Linked DNA regions of Delphinus delphis: region 2 is linked to region 1. The links are chromatin contacts, called in public Hi-C maps. All regions are on one chromosome and are shown on one strand. Each heading gives the region's core, a stretch centred on a gene start, on an enhancer-like site or on the middle of the called end of the contact. The rest is flanking DNA. Distances are from core to core; before and after follow the strand shown. Region 1 holds the start of COA1 (cytochrome c oxidase assembly factor 1). Region 2 holds the start of STK17A (serine/threonine kinase 17a).

Region 1 (7,024 bases), core at 3,967-6,466:
AGGTTCGAGATGTTCTCAGTTATTGCTTTAAATAAACTCTGCTTCCTTCTCCCTCTCTTCTCCTTCTGGGATACCCATTACCCTAATGTTTTCCTTTCTAATGGAGTTCGATAGTCTCATAGAATTTCTTTTCTTTTTAATTGTCTCTTCTCTTCTACCTGTATCATTTCTAGGTTTCTGTCTTTGAACTTGCTAATTCTCCTTTCCATATGGTCTGCTCTATTTCCATTGCTTTCTGTTGTGTTCTTCACCTTATTTATTGAGTTATTCAGCTCCAGAATTTCTGTTTGGTGCTTTTTTCGAGTTTCAACCTCTTTGGTAAAGTATTCCTTCTGTTCATTAATTTCATTCCTGAGTTCATTGAACTGCCTTTCTGAGTTTTCTTGTAGCTTGACTTTCTTTATGACAACTATTTTGAATTCTCTATGAGTTAGCTCACAGTATTCCATGTTACCGTGGTTTTTCATGATGCTTGACGAGTTGTTCCTCACCCAGTTTGTTTTACGTGACCCTAATGATTCAGCAGGTTAGTCGTTAGGGGCCTTTCTTTTGTTTCCCAGTAGGTGGTTCTATAGCACAAGTTTTTGGTTTCTCTTACTTGAGCTGCCTGCTTGAGAATCAGCACTTTCCACCCTCTACCAGCACTCTCAGAGCTGTTGCTTGGTGCTCTCATTGTGGTTGCTTGTGCCTCTGGGCTCATTGGTGCCTTTGCTGCTAGTGTCACTGGCAAAGCTGCTTGGGGCACCAAGATGGCGGTGCCTCTGCTGTATCTGGGGTCTCCTGCTGCTGTGAGGGGAGGTGGAGGGTGGGGGAGGAACCAGGGTTACAAGTGCCTCTACCATGATCTGGGTGGTTGGGTTTGCGGGCACAGCCACTGCAGGTGGGGGCCTGAGTTCCAGGCACCTCCATGGCTGGAGGGACAGGGTTGCAGGCCCTGCTATTGCTGCTCTCTGGTTCCCTGTGGCTGAAGTCACCGCTGCAGCTGGGAGGCCAGTGTCGGTGAGCACTACCCCCAACGCAACTGGATTCTCTGGGGCTGCAGGTTCGACCTTTGCAGCCGGGGGTCTGGGGTCACAGACATCACCCTTTTTGCTTCCCTGGTTCCACCACTTCCATTTGTTCCATCCACCCACCTTTAGGCACCTTTGTTGAGTTATGGATGTTTTACTGGTTGTAGATTGACGGGGAGAGGCAAAGGGAGCATCTCATAATGCCATGATGCGGACCAGTGTTTCTAGCTTCTTAAGGTTGAAACTCAGATTGTGATTTTCACCACCTCTTTTAAAGCAAGTATTATTTAAAGCTCTAATTGCCCCCTAAATATCTCCAACTATTTCGGGGTTTTCCAGATATTTTTCTGTTATTTATTTCTAATTTAATTCCATTATTGTTAGAAAATATAATGCCTGATTTCAGTCTTTTAAAATTTATTGGGACTGGTTTCATAGACCAGCATATGGTTTATCTTGGTGAGCAAATCATGTACATTTAAAAAGAATGTATATTCTATAGAGTGCAGTGTTCTATGAGATACTGATGAGGTCAAGGTGGTTGATAATGCTATTCAGATATCCTGTGTCTTTACTAAATTTTAATCTAGAACTTAAATTGCTAAGAGAAGAAGGTTGAAAGCTCCAACTGTGATTGTGAATATTTGTCTATTTCTCTTTTCAGTTCTGTCATTCTTACCAGACTTCAGTTGATGTCTGTAGTCAGTTTTTGAGGCTTAGATAGCTCAAAAATTTGCTCCACACATGTGTTTCAGGTGCCAGCTGGAAATATGGGCAGTTTATACACAGAATTTGGTCTTCTACCTGACTCCGCTCCTTCTTGGGATTTCCTTTTTGGACGTCCTCCTACTTTCCAGCTGTTGTAGTTGTCCCATACTCTGTCTTCTGGTTTTTCAAGCCAGTAAGACTGAGGGTGACAACTGGGGCCTGTCCTCAAGTGAAAATCCATAAAAATGGAAAACTCACTGAGTCCCATTTCTTTCTCACAAGCATTGACTCCTCTCCAGTATATGCCTTTTTTGGTGTTCTCCTGTATCTTCAGGGGCTTATTTTTTTCTATTTGGTTCATAGTTTGCAGTTTTTGCCTTGGTTCAATGGGAAATACTCAGCTATTTTTGGAAGCAGAACCTGTTATTTTCCTACTAATCTCTATAGGATCTGTACTGATTTCTCTCATTCCTGGTGTTGGTAATTTGCGACTCTCCCACCTTCTTTTTGGCTGCTCAGTTAAACTAGAGGTTCACCAATTTTACTAAACTTTTAAAAGAACCAGCTTTTATATTCAGTCGATTTCCAAAATTGTCTTTATTTTCTTTTCTACTATTTTTGTTTTCCCCTGATTTCTTAAAGTGGAAGCTTAAATAATTTAATTTAGACTTTCCTTCTTTCCTAATATAAACACGCAAAGTTATAATTTTTCCCTCTAAGCACTGCTTTAACTGCATTCCACAGCTTTTGATGTTTTAAAATTTTTATTCAGTTCAAAATATTTTTCAGCTTCCCTTGTGATTTCTTCTTTGACCCATGGGTTATTCAGAAATATGTTGTTTAATCTCAAAATACTTGGAGTTTTCCCAAATAGCTTTCTGATACTGATTTCTAATTTAATTATATTATGGTTAGATAACATACTGTGCATGATTTCAATCTATTTAAATTTATTGAAACTTGTTTTATGAACCAGCATAATAATGGGTATTCTGTACACTTATAAAAGTATATTTTGGTTTTTGTGAAGGGTTTTATAAACATCAATAGGTCAAGTTGTCACCCACTGTAATTGTTGATTTTTCTAATTCTTCTTTCAGTTTTTGTTTCATATATATCAAACCTCTGCTATAAGTTACATACAAGTTTAGGATTATTATATCTTCTTGATGATCTAACCTCTTTATCATTATAAAACATCCCTATTTTCAACAACCAGCGTATTTGAACTGATACAGCTTTATAACAAAACTACAGTAGATCCATGCAATTTCCCATAAAAAACATATAGAGCAAGCATAGACTTTGGATTAAAGGTGACATTTTGTTAGAGATTGCAAAGAACTTTTCCAGGTTTAAAACTGAGGGAATTACCATGGAATTTCTTATAAACAAACTAGTCAGGACTCAATTTCATGATGATAGTATGTAAGATAAGTAAGAAAGGACATTCATTCCAACCTAGCTAATGCTAATTTTATTAGTGTCTTTGTGGTAAATATTGTCTAGTTTGCACTTACTTTTATGACAAGATGTAATGGCCTGCTCAATTATTTTCTCAAAGTATCTGTGTCAAAATTTTCCCTGTTTTCTTTCAATAGCTGGATACTTCCTTAACATGCTAAGTGATAGGTACCTCAGTCCCCACAACTAGCTACATACGTAGTGGGAAAATTCTAGCAATATCCCATTAAAGGTAGGAATAAGACAAGGAAGCTCACTGTCTTCACTATTATTAAATATTTTTACTGGAAATACTAGCTAATGCAATTAGATATGAGAAATTAGAGGTAGAAAATTTGGAAAGGATTAGGTAAAACTATAACCATTTCAATGATATGATTGCAATCCTAGAAAATCTAAAAGAATCAACTCCAAACAGTAAGGCATCGTAGTAATAACTAACATTTTTGAGCACTAACATTACCATCTCTATTTTAACTCATTTAATCATCATACTATCTATCAGAAAACGATAAGAAAATGTATTAGATATCCCTAGAAGAAGTTCAGAAGGAGGGTGAGTTCCAGGTTTGGAATGATAGTCCATCACTTCATGCAGTGGTCCTCAGCATCAGCTTTATTCCCTTGGGGCTGCCAAATGGCTGCCAGTGTCAGTGTTGGGCTAGAAGTTTCCATGTCAAGAGGAGAATGTGTTGGAAACTTTCTTGTAAGCATGAATCAATACCACATCAATACCATAGATAGTACATGTATATAATCTAGTTTTCTAATGCAGATGTGTGAGCAAGAATTTGAAGACCACTGCCTTGGACTAAACTTGGTTAGTCTGGTTATGGAACACATCAAATTTAGGTGACTCACCAATTGTGAGACTCATTGATTTGTGGAGGAAAGGTACTTGTGAGATAGGCTGGAAACTGGGACCCTTTACTGGAGTGCTTGGTCTCATTTTCTGGAGCAATAGAATACAAAGAAACTATGAGGGACGAAAAATAACTGCACACGTGCAGTTGGGGCAATTATGAACAATAAGATACAAAAAGTCCACAAACCAACTGCCACTTCTGAGGTGCTGTGAGCAGAAGAAGGGTACTGCACATGATCCCTGCACACAGCACCACCAAAGGGGTGGGCAGACCATCTAAACTATGCCTCCTGCCCAGCCCATGGACCTGGCCTCCTTGTTACCCCATTTAAAGACCCAAACAGCTCATTCTGCTGCACCTGTTTCTTGTTTTCACTCCTTCCTGCTGCAGCAGGAGCCCCACAAAGCCTTGCCTAGAATTCTCCTCTGGCCTCTACCAATTTCTACTGATTAAAGAGTCTAAGGGCCTGGGTCGTAGGTTAACACTCCAAGCTTGACATTGAAAAAGTGAAGGATGACGTTATTACTAGTGACGATAGCAATGGAATGATCAAGATGAAAACAATAATAACTAGCATTTATTGAGCACTTACAAAGTGCCAGACTATTCTGAGCGCTTTACATCCTCAGGACAAATCTATTAGGTAAATACTACTAATTAATCCATTTTACTAGTAAACTCCATGCGAACAGAGAACATTAGTTTTTTTTTCTCAGCAATGCATTACCTGGAGCACAGTAATAATTTAATAAATATTTAATGAATAAAAAAATGAGTATTGCCAAATTTCTCAGCCGAATAGGGCAAGATGAACTTTAATGCCAGAGCCGGGGTCATATGGCCCGGAGTTTTGCATACTTGGAGGTGAACCAAAGCACCAGATCCCTGCGAGGGACAACACGAAACAGCGGTTTAAATTTCCTCGGCAACCGCTGCTGGACTGAATTTATGTTGCAGGCTAACGGGGCGCAGAAAACAAAAAACGGAGATTTGAGGAGACAAACCTCCTCCCGGCTGGCGTACGAGTTTCCGAGAAGCCTGGCAGCTAAGTTAATTTCAGCGCGGGACCCGGAACTGGGGGGATCCGCACTCCTCCAGCTACACTCGCGTCCCGACTCTCTAGCCGCGCGAGGAGGCTACGCCGGAAGTCTCGACTGCTCCTCGAGGAGTGTGGCCACCCGCCGGCTTTTACCCCACCCACTCCCCACGCCCCACGCCCGGAAGGAGTCGTCACGCTTGCCGCGGCGTGGTACTTCGGAGGACAGGTTAGCGTCCCCGCGGGAGATAGAGTCGGGTCCCTCTCACCCCAGAAGCTTTTGTTCCCGTAGTCCTGAAGGCCGCGTTTGCACGCCGGGTGGGCTGCTGCAGGGGGAGCCCGTCAGGGGCCACCTTGCTGTCGTCGCCGGATCGCCACCTCCCGCAACAGCGTGGTTGGCGCCTGGGGGCCCGTGGTGGGCTTAGCGCCTCGGGATGCTACAAGGTTCCCCTCCTCCGCTCCCCTTTGTAGCTAACGGTGGCCTAGCCCTGTGGTCCTTGCTGAGCGTTCCCAGGAGCACATTTGTGAAGAGGTGGGGTCCTGTCGAAGAGGTGGAACGGGGCATTTTGTCGGTGGTCCCAAGTTACAACAATCTGAGGAGGACCTTGCCCAGATGATTGTAGAAAGGAATTTTCTGGCTCGGTGGTCTTAATAGTGTTTGTCTCGTCACATTTGAGCTCCATACAGGGGCTGACGATAGAAGTGATTTTCAGCGTAAGTGATTTTCAGGTGTTTGTGTAAGTGTGTGTGATAGTCTGTGCCTGTGTGTGTGTGTGTGAGAGAGAGAGAGAGAGAGAGGGAGGGGGGAGAGAGCACGAGCGCTCGGTAGCTGTGTGTAATTTTAAAAATCCACAAATATACTTTGCTTCTCCTGGTCTCTTCCCCTAATTCCTCCTTACTCTCACCTGAGGGGTGTTTCTCTACTTCACCTTTGGATAGCAGTAGCAATTCTCTACCTAGGCTTTACACATTTAAAACACAGATCTGACCGTGTTAATCCTCTGCTTAAAATCTTACCGGCCTTCCCGTTGTTTCAGGATAATACAAATTCCTTAGGCTGGCTTCGAGACCCTTCAAGGTCTTGATTCTGCTGTTTTTCAGTCTCATCTCCTTTCATGGAAGCACACACACTGTTTGTCCCTTGTCATGCCAACCTGCAGTAGTTTCATCTCTTTGGCTATGACAAGGTTTTATAATGGTTTACCCACATTTGGTAATTTATTTTTTCCATTCAGTCAAGATTTATTGAATTCCTGATATTGCAGGCACTGTTTTAGGAGCTGGGGATATAATGTGGAAAAAAACCCCAACCCAATCTGTAGTCCTTTTGAAAAATAACAGCTTGACTAAGATATAGTTCACATACCATAGAATTATAAAATACACATAAATTTTTAGTGCACTCACAAAGTTGTGCAACCAACACCCCAATCAATTTAAAAACATTTTCATCACTTCCAAAAGAAGCCCTGTACCCATTAGCAGGCTCTCCTGATTTCCTCCTTACCCCACCCCACTCGTAGACCTAAGGAACTATTCATCTACTGAATATATATTCAGCTATTCTAGACAATTCATATAAATGAAATCATAAAGTATGTGACGTTTTTTGATTGTCTTTCACTTAACATTCATGTTCATCCATGTTGTAGCATGTATCAGCACTTCATTCCTTTTTATTGCTAGATAATATTTCATTGTATGGCTATACCACGATTTATTTATCCATTGGTCAGTTGATGGACATTTGGGTTGTTATGGCTCTTACAAATAATGTTACTGTGAACATTCATGTACAAGTTTTTGTGTGAACGTCATGATTTCATTTCTCTTGGGTATATACCTAAGAGTAGAATTGCTGGGTTGTATGGTAATTCTACGTTTAACATTTTGCGGAAATGCCAGACTTTTTTAAAGCAGCTGCACCATCTTATATTCCT
Region 2 (6,226 bases), core at 1,920-4,419, 130 kb after region 1:
TAGAACTCGAGAAGTCAACACTTTGAAAAAAATTCTCAGAACTCAAGGTCATGGCTCCTGCGCCTTGCGTCATTACTGTGGTTTCCACTGGCACCTGTCCTGCCTCAGAGAAAGGTAACAAGTCTCAGGAATAATAAGTCAAGCTTCCAGCAATAAAAGCAAATTTTACATCATATATTTACCCATATTTAGGTTGCCATGGACTCTACTGGAGATATGAAAGAAATGTGACATTTCTTAAAATAATCAACATTACATACTTTCATTACTATGGAATCAATATCGACCATTTAAAATGTTTTCTCCAAACAACCATTTCACTGAAAGCTTTATATTTCTGTAAGATAAAATGGGAACTCCCAAAAGAACTCAGTTTCTGTGTTTGAACAGTTAGCTCTTCACACCTCTTCAACATTCTCAACTAAATGAAAGGCCATAGAACAAAATGAATAGATCTTTGTTTTTCATACCACATCGTTAAAATACAACATGAGTAATTTTTAAGTTCTGTATCAGCATGAGATCAACTCGTTCTATCAGAAATGCAACCAGAGTTAACAGTTGGAAAAAGATGCAACTTTTCTATCTTACTACAGAAAGGAATACACATAAACACACTTCATTATGTCAAAACTTCAACACACAGGCAAAACTTATAAACCTTAAACAAAGAGAGCTTCTAACACAAAACAGAGCTTTTACTTCCTGAGACTTCTGAACAGTTCTCTTGTCTTTTGGAATGAGGTTTTATTACTTTTGCAACAGACGAAAAGTATTTTGAGGTCGTGCACATTTTCCTGTTTTTGCCTTTTGGTTACATTCACTGAGCTACACGATGAATTGCATTTTTTGAGTGCACCCCGGAAGCTAAGTACAGCCTTTATGCTACAGATGTTTTTAATTTATTTAGTTCTCTCAACAACTCTATGAGGCTATCAATGGTTAGGTAACTTACTCAAGTACATGTAACTAGTAAGTAAAGGGCCAAGACTCCACTGTCTGACTCCAAAGTCCGTGTTCTAGAACACTGCATTACACTTCTACGTGATGAAAAGAGAACCAAAAAGAAACAAATACATTCGTTTTCTTTTTCAGTTTTAGGCTCTTACATCAAGTATCTAATTGCATTGTTCTGCTGCTTCAGGAATTATTACTTATGTAAAGAAATTTATATAAGAGATATGTGCAAGACATCACAACCTTCAAACAAACACTTTATAGGCAAGCTAATTTTATAATAGAGAGGGTAAAATGAAAGCTGAAACATTCCCGGAGGAATTGTCACACAGCTGGTAGGGCGCAAATCAATTTTTTTTCAGATTAAATCATTTATTGCAAAGTCTACAAGACAGTGCTTGCCACCTGAAGACATTTCAGTTTTGTAATATGTTCTCATTTTGTGGAATGAAGCCAGACAACCAAACAACGGAGAGCTCTAGTTTTCCTTCTTCAAGAAATCAGGGTTACTTCAGAATGTCTGGAATTTTGACCAATTAGAATACCTACATGAGTCAGTAGCGATCTACCTCTTCCTTTGTCATAAAGTGTGCACAGGTGCAGTTAATTAGTGCCTAGCGCAGTGAAGTAAATCTTGTCCCAGGAAGATGTTTCTCCTTGTAACATTTGGAATAAATGAGACACTTTTAAGGTAGGTTTCCTTGCCAAAAAAACGATTTCTAAAAGTTACCTTAATATTTGTAAGGCAGCTTATTTTTAACATTGTAATCACTGTTACGAGGACTTCTTTTTCCAAGAGCCCCAGGTGAAGGCTGTTATAACTGTCAGGCCCTTTCCCCATTACAACGTGCTGCGCTTTTGCAACCATGTGCTATGTGCCAGGCCCAGTGAATTGTGCTTTACAGCCACCGCATCTTCACGACACCCCTGACGGAGACACTGTCACTATGCTGATTTTACGGGTGCGAAACGAGAGGCTGGGGAGTCTATGTCACCGTCCAAAGGCACACAGAGGAAGCAGAGTGGGGATCTGAGCTCGGGTCTGGCCCCAAAGCCTGTGCTTTTGACAACTTCTCCAAACTATTCTTAAGGAAAAAGGGAGTCGGTCCCCAAACCCCTATCACACTCTTGGACCCCTCTTCAACGTACAAGATGTAAAGGATCCAAACAGCCTTCACCTTGTGCAATTTGAAAAACAGACCGAGTTCTAAGCCCTCCCGACCCCTACAAAGCCAGAGTGGGGAGGGGAAGAGAAGGCAAGGGCCGGTTTTCAGCAGAGAAAGTCAGACGAGGGCCCGGAGCCTACAAGTGAAACCGATATGAACTTAAAAGGCGCAGGGACCTCATTTCAGAACGAAAGCAGCACAAACCCAAGAAACCGCAACCGAAGTCGGCAGGAGGCGGCGGACAGAAGTTCGCCCAGCGCTGGTGCAAAGGAAGCTGTCACGCTCGGCGTTCTGCTCTCTGCTCTGTCACAGCCGCAGAGGGAGAAGCAGGAACCCACAAGCTCCAGGGGCAAAACCAGAGCTGCCTTCACACCTCTGCTCTGGCTTCAGACTCGCCGCCGCGGGTAAAGGTTCGCAGCGTGGTTCCCACGCCGTCTCGTTAAGTTACCGAGCCAAGGACCACAGAGGCCGAAAAGGCCCGGAGCAGAGGAAGGGGTCAAGGTTCTCGGGGACCCGCGCGGGAGACTTTCTCACGGCCGCTACCCAGGGTACAGCACACGCCGGCGGAGCGCGCCGGCTCGGGGGACGCGGCGCGCGCAAGGGTGGCCTGGGGGCCCTGCCGCCCTAATCGCCGCCCGCACCCAGGTCTGTGCCCGGTTCCGGCGCGCTATCTGCCCCCGCCGGCCTCCCGCACTTATCTGCTCCCCGCCCGCCCGGCCCTCGTCCGCCTCACCTGCCCAGCGCCCGGCCCGGGCTCAGGCTGTAGGCATCCTGGAAGGGCTCGGTGCACACCGCGGTGCGGATCTCCGTCAGCAGCCCGCGGGGCGGGGGCGGCAGCCGGCGCGGCGTGGTCAGACCCCGGCCGACTCGACCCGAGCCGGGGGCGGCGGCCGGGGAAGAGCCGCCGCTGCTCGGCCTCTCCAGAGGAATCATGGCGCTCGGGCGCTCTTTAGCTCCGGCCGCCCGGCTAGCTCCGAGCTGCCAGCGGGTCACGGTCCCGCCTCCAGCTGCCTCGAGAACGTCTGAGGAGGTCAACCGCTCTCCCCTGCGCCGCGCACAGAGTGCCGCCGGCTGCCTCCCGGCCCCCGCCTCCCACCGTCCGGTCCCGCCCCACGCTCGGCCCCGCCCCTCCCCTCGGCCCTCGCGGAACTTCCGCGGGGCCGGAGCGCCGCGTGCCTCACGCGCGCCCTCTGCAGCCGAGGGGGAGAAGGTGCAGCCTGGCGGGCGGCCTCGGGGTGGGCCTGAGCAGTCTGCAGGCGACCAACAGCACCACCCTTCTGGCTGGAGGACCCACTGCATCAGCCAGTTACGCACCTGTTGAGCATCTGAGAGTTGGAAACCTGAGCCCTCCGTTAATGAAAGGCGTAGGAGCTGCCAGCCAGAGCTTCACGATCCCTTCCCTTGGGCGGGTCAGGAGGGGCGATGAGACTCAGATCAGGGCTGCTGTACAGCACGCGGAAGCTGCCCGGGGGCAGCTGGTTCCTTCCCACGTTGAGAGGAGGACGTGGAGGCAAGAGGTGGATAAATATTTTTAAGCTCTCACACCAGCCCTATGAAACAGGCACTATTATACTGTGTGCAGTCTTCTCTATATTTAACTTTCGAGGTGCTCTCATCCGGTCTTGTGTCTTTAATAATATTCGTATGCTCATGACTACAAAATTTTTATCTCCAGCTTCCAACCATTCTCTGAACTTCGGACTCATATATTCAAGTATACACTTGGCATCACCATTTAGATGCCAAATTAGCATCTCAAACGTAACGAGCAAAAGTCAGGTCCTGATCATCCTTCACAAATGCACTCCTGCCCAGCTTCCCCACCTCGGTAAATGGAGCTCCATCCTTCTGGTGGTTCAGGGCAAAACCCTTGGCGTCAGTACTGACTCCTCTTTCTCTCGTACCTTCATCCAATTTACAAGTAAATCCTCTTGGCTTTACCTTCAAAATATATCCAGAATCTGATCACTTCTCTTCCACATTACCACAATTAGCATTATCTCTTGTCTGGATTATTGTGATAGCTCGCTAACTGGATTACCTGCTTCCATCCTTCTTCCTCCCCAATTCCACACAGTTTATTTTCAAGGGAACCAGAGTGATCTTTTTAAAATCTAAATCAGATCATGTCACTGCTCTGCTTAGAGTTTTGCGATGATGAGCTAGTCTACTTGTGATCAATACTCTCACTGAGAAATATTAGAAAAAAATTTAAAACAGTCCTCTACTTGAAACATCAGAGAGTTTCAAAAGCAGCAAGAACTCGGGTGACTAAGATCCTGGAAAGAAGGGCAGCCCAGAATGACACCACTTTCCCATGAGGCATTTGATAATTCCAAAGCAATGACTGAAAGGGTGAGAAAATAAGTAGGACTTTAGGCATCTCACCAGGCTGGGGAGATGAAAAATTGGAGTTTAGGATCTACTAAGGAGAAAGAGCTGGTAAACACACTAGACTTGCAGTTGGCACCCCAGAGTGCTACATCCTAGGAGCATTGGTAAAACGGAAATAGACCAGCCCTCCCAAGGACTGAAGAACAGCTTCAAAACTCGATAGTAAATCCCCTCTGGAGAAAAACACAACCATCCAGAGCCACACATTATCTGTACAGCATTTCATACCCAATGTCTGGCATTTTTAAAATTTTTAAAAGGGGCACACGAAAAGAATTATCTTAAACACTGAGAGGAAAAGGCAGAAAACAGAAATAAGCAAGCAGGAGATCCAGATACTGAATCTTAAAGACAGCTTTTTGAATAATTCTGTTTAATATCTTCAAGAAATTAAATGACAAGATAGAGAATTTCAGCATAGAACTGAGAACTCCAAAGAAGAATAAAATGGACTTTGTAGAATTGGGGGGGGGGAACCCCACAAACTAAAACCAAGACTGAATAGGGATGGGTTTAATAACAGATTTGATACAACTTAAGAAAAAATTAGTGAACCTGATTAGTGAACTTAATAGGTCAAAAATTATGCAAAATGAAACACGAGCTAAGGGGACATAATGTTCAGAAAAGAGAATATAGTAAGTCCCCTACATATGAACGAATTCAGTTCCGAGAGCGGGTTCGTAAGTCCAATTTGTTCGTAAGTCCAACAAAGTTAGCCGAGGTACCCAACTAACACAATCGGCTACATAGTAGTATACTGTAATAGGTTTATAATGCTTTTCACACAGATAATACATAAAAAACAAACAAAACATAAAGAAAACATTTTAATCTTACAGTACAATACCTTGAAAAGTACAGTAGTACAGTACAACAGCTGGCATCCAGGGACTGACATCAAGTGAACAGGCAAGAAGAGTTACTGACTGGAGGAGGGAGAGGAGGTGGGAGATGGTAGAGCTGCAGGATCGCCAGCAATAGGAGACGGAGGGCAAGCTGCAATTTCACTCATGCCTGATGTTGATGGCATAGGTTCAGGTTCCTTGCTGGATTCAATTGTATCTATCCTCTTGAAAAAACAATCCAGTGATGTCTGGGTAGTAGCTCTTTTTTTCTCATCACAGATGACATGGTAGCACTGGATTGCATTCTGAATGGCTGCTGCAACCTTCGTGTACCGTTCTACGTCTGGGTCCTGTGCCTCAAAAACTAACAGCGCCTCCTCAAATAAAGAAAATCCCCTTGCCGTTTCCTGAGTCGTGAATCTCAGCAGTACCAGCTACAGCACTGTTGCTTTTACACTTGCTCCTGGACATCCTGAGCTTGAAATAAAGATACTGTACTATTGTAGTTTATACAGTACTGTACAGTAAAGTACACAAAAGCACAACCACTTGTAGAGGATGCATGCACATGACAACGTATGCCAAACAGGTGAACTAACTTACGTGATTGGACATGTGAACGCACGTTTGCATCTTTGAAAGTTTGCAACTTGAAAGTTCATGTGTAGTGGACTTACTGTAAAGCATGTAAGGTATGTGTTAAAATGTTCTAATACACATGTAATTGAAGCATCAGAAGGAGACGGGAGAGAAAAGAAGAAGCAATAGTGTAAAGGATAGTGGCCAGGGATTTTTCAAAACTAATGAAAGACAACAACTCACAGAATCAAGAAACATTGTGGATATCAGCAGATTTCAAGC

The links. A called contact is a pair of places that touch in the nucleus more often than the background predicts.
Region 2: a contact with region 1 is called in a Hi-C map of lung, with 4 times the contacts expected there. The contact joins the promoter of STK17A here to the promoter of COA1 in region 1. A contact is called at or near these places in 2 of 3 Hi-C or Micro-C datasets (lung and muscle).

What each region holds. Positions count from the first base shown.
Region 1 is chr9:11,505,036-11,512,059 of mDelDel1.2, forward strand. COA1 (cytochrome c oxidase assembly factor 1) reads left to right here and starts at 5,217. Exons shown (of 7, transcript XM_060020197.1): 1 at 5,217-5,313.
Region 2 is chr9:11,641,324-11,647,549 of mDelDel1.2, forward strand. STK17A (serine/threonine kinase 17a) reads right to left here and starts at 3,170. Exons shown (of 7, transcript XM_060020192.1): 1 at 2,857-3,170. The coding sequence starts at 3,056.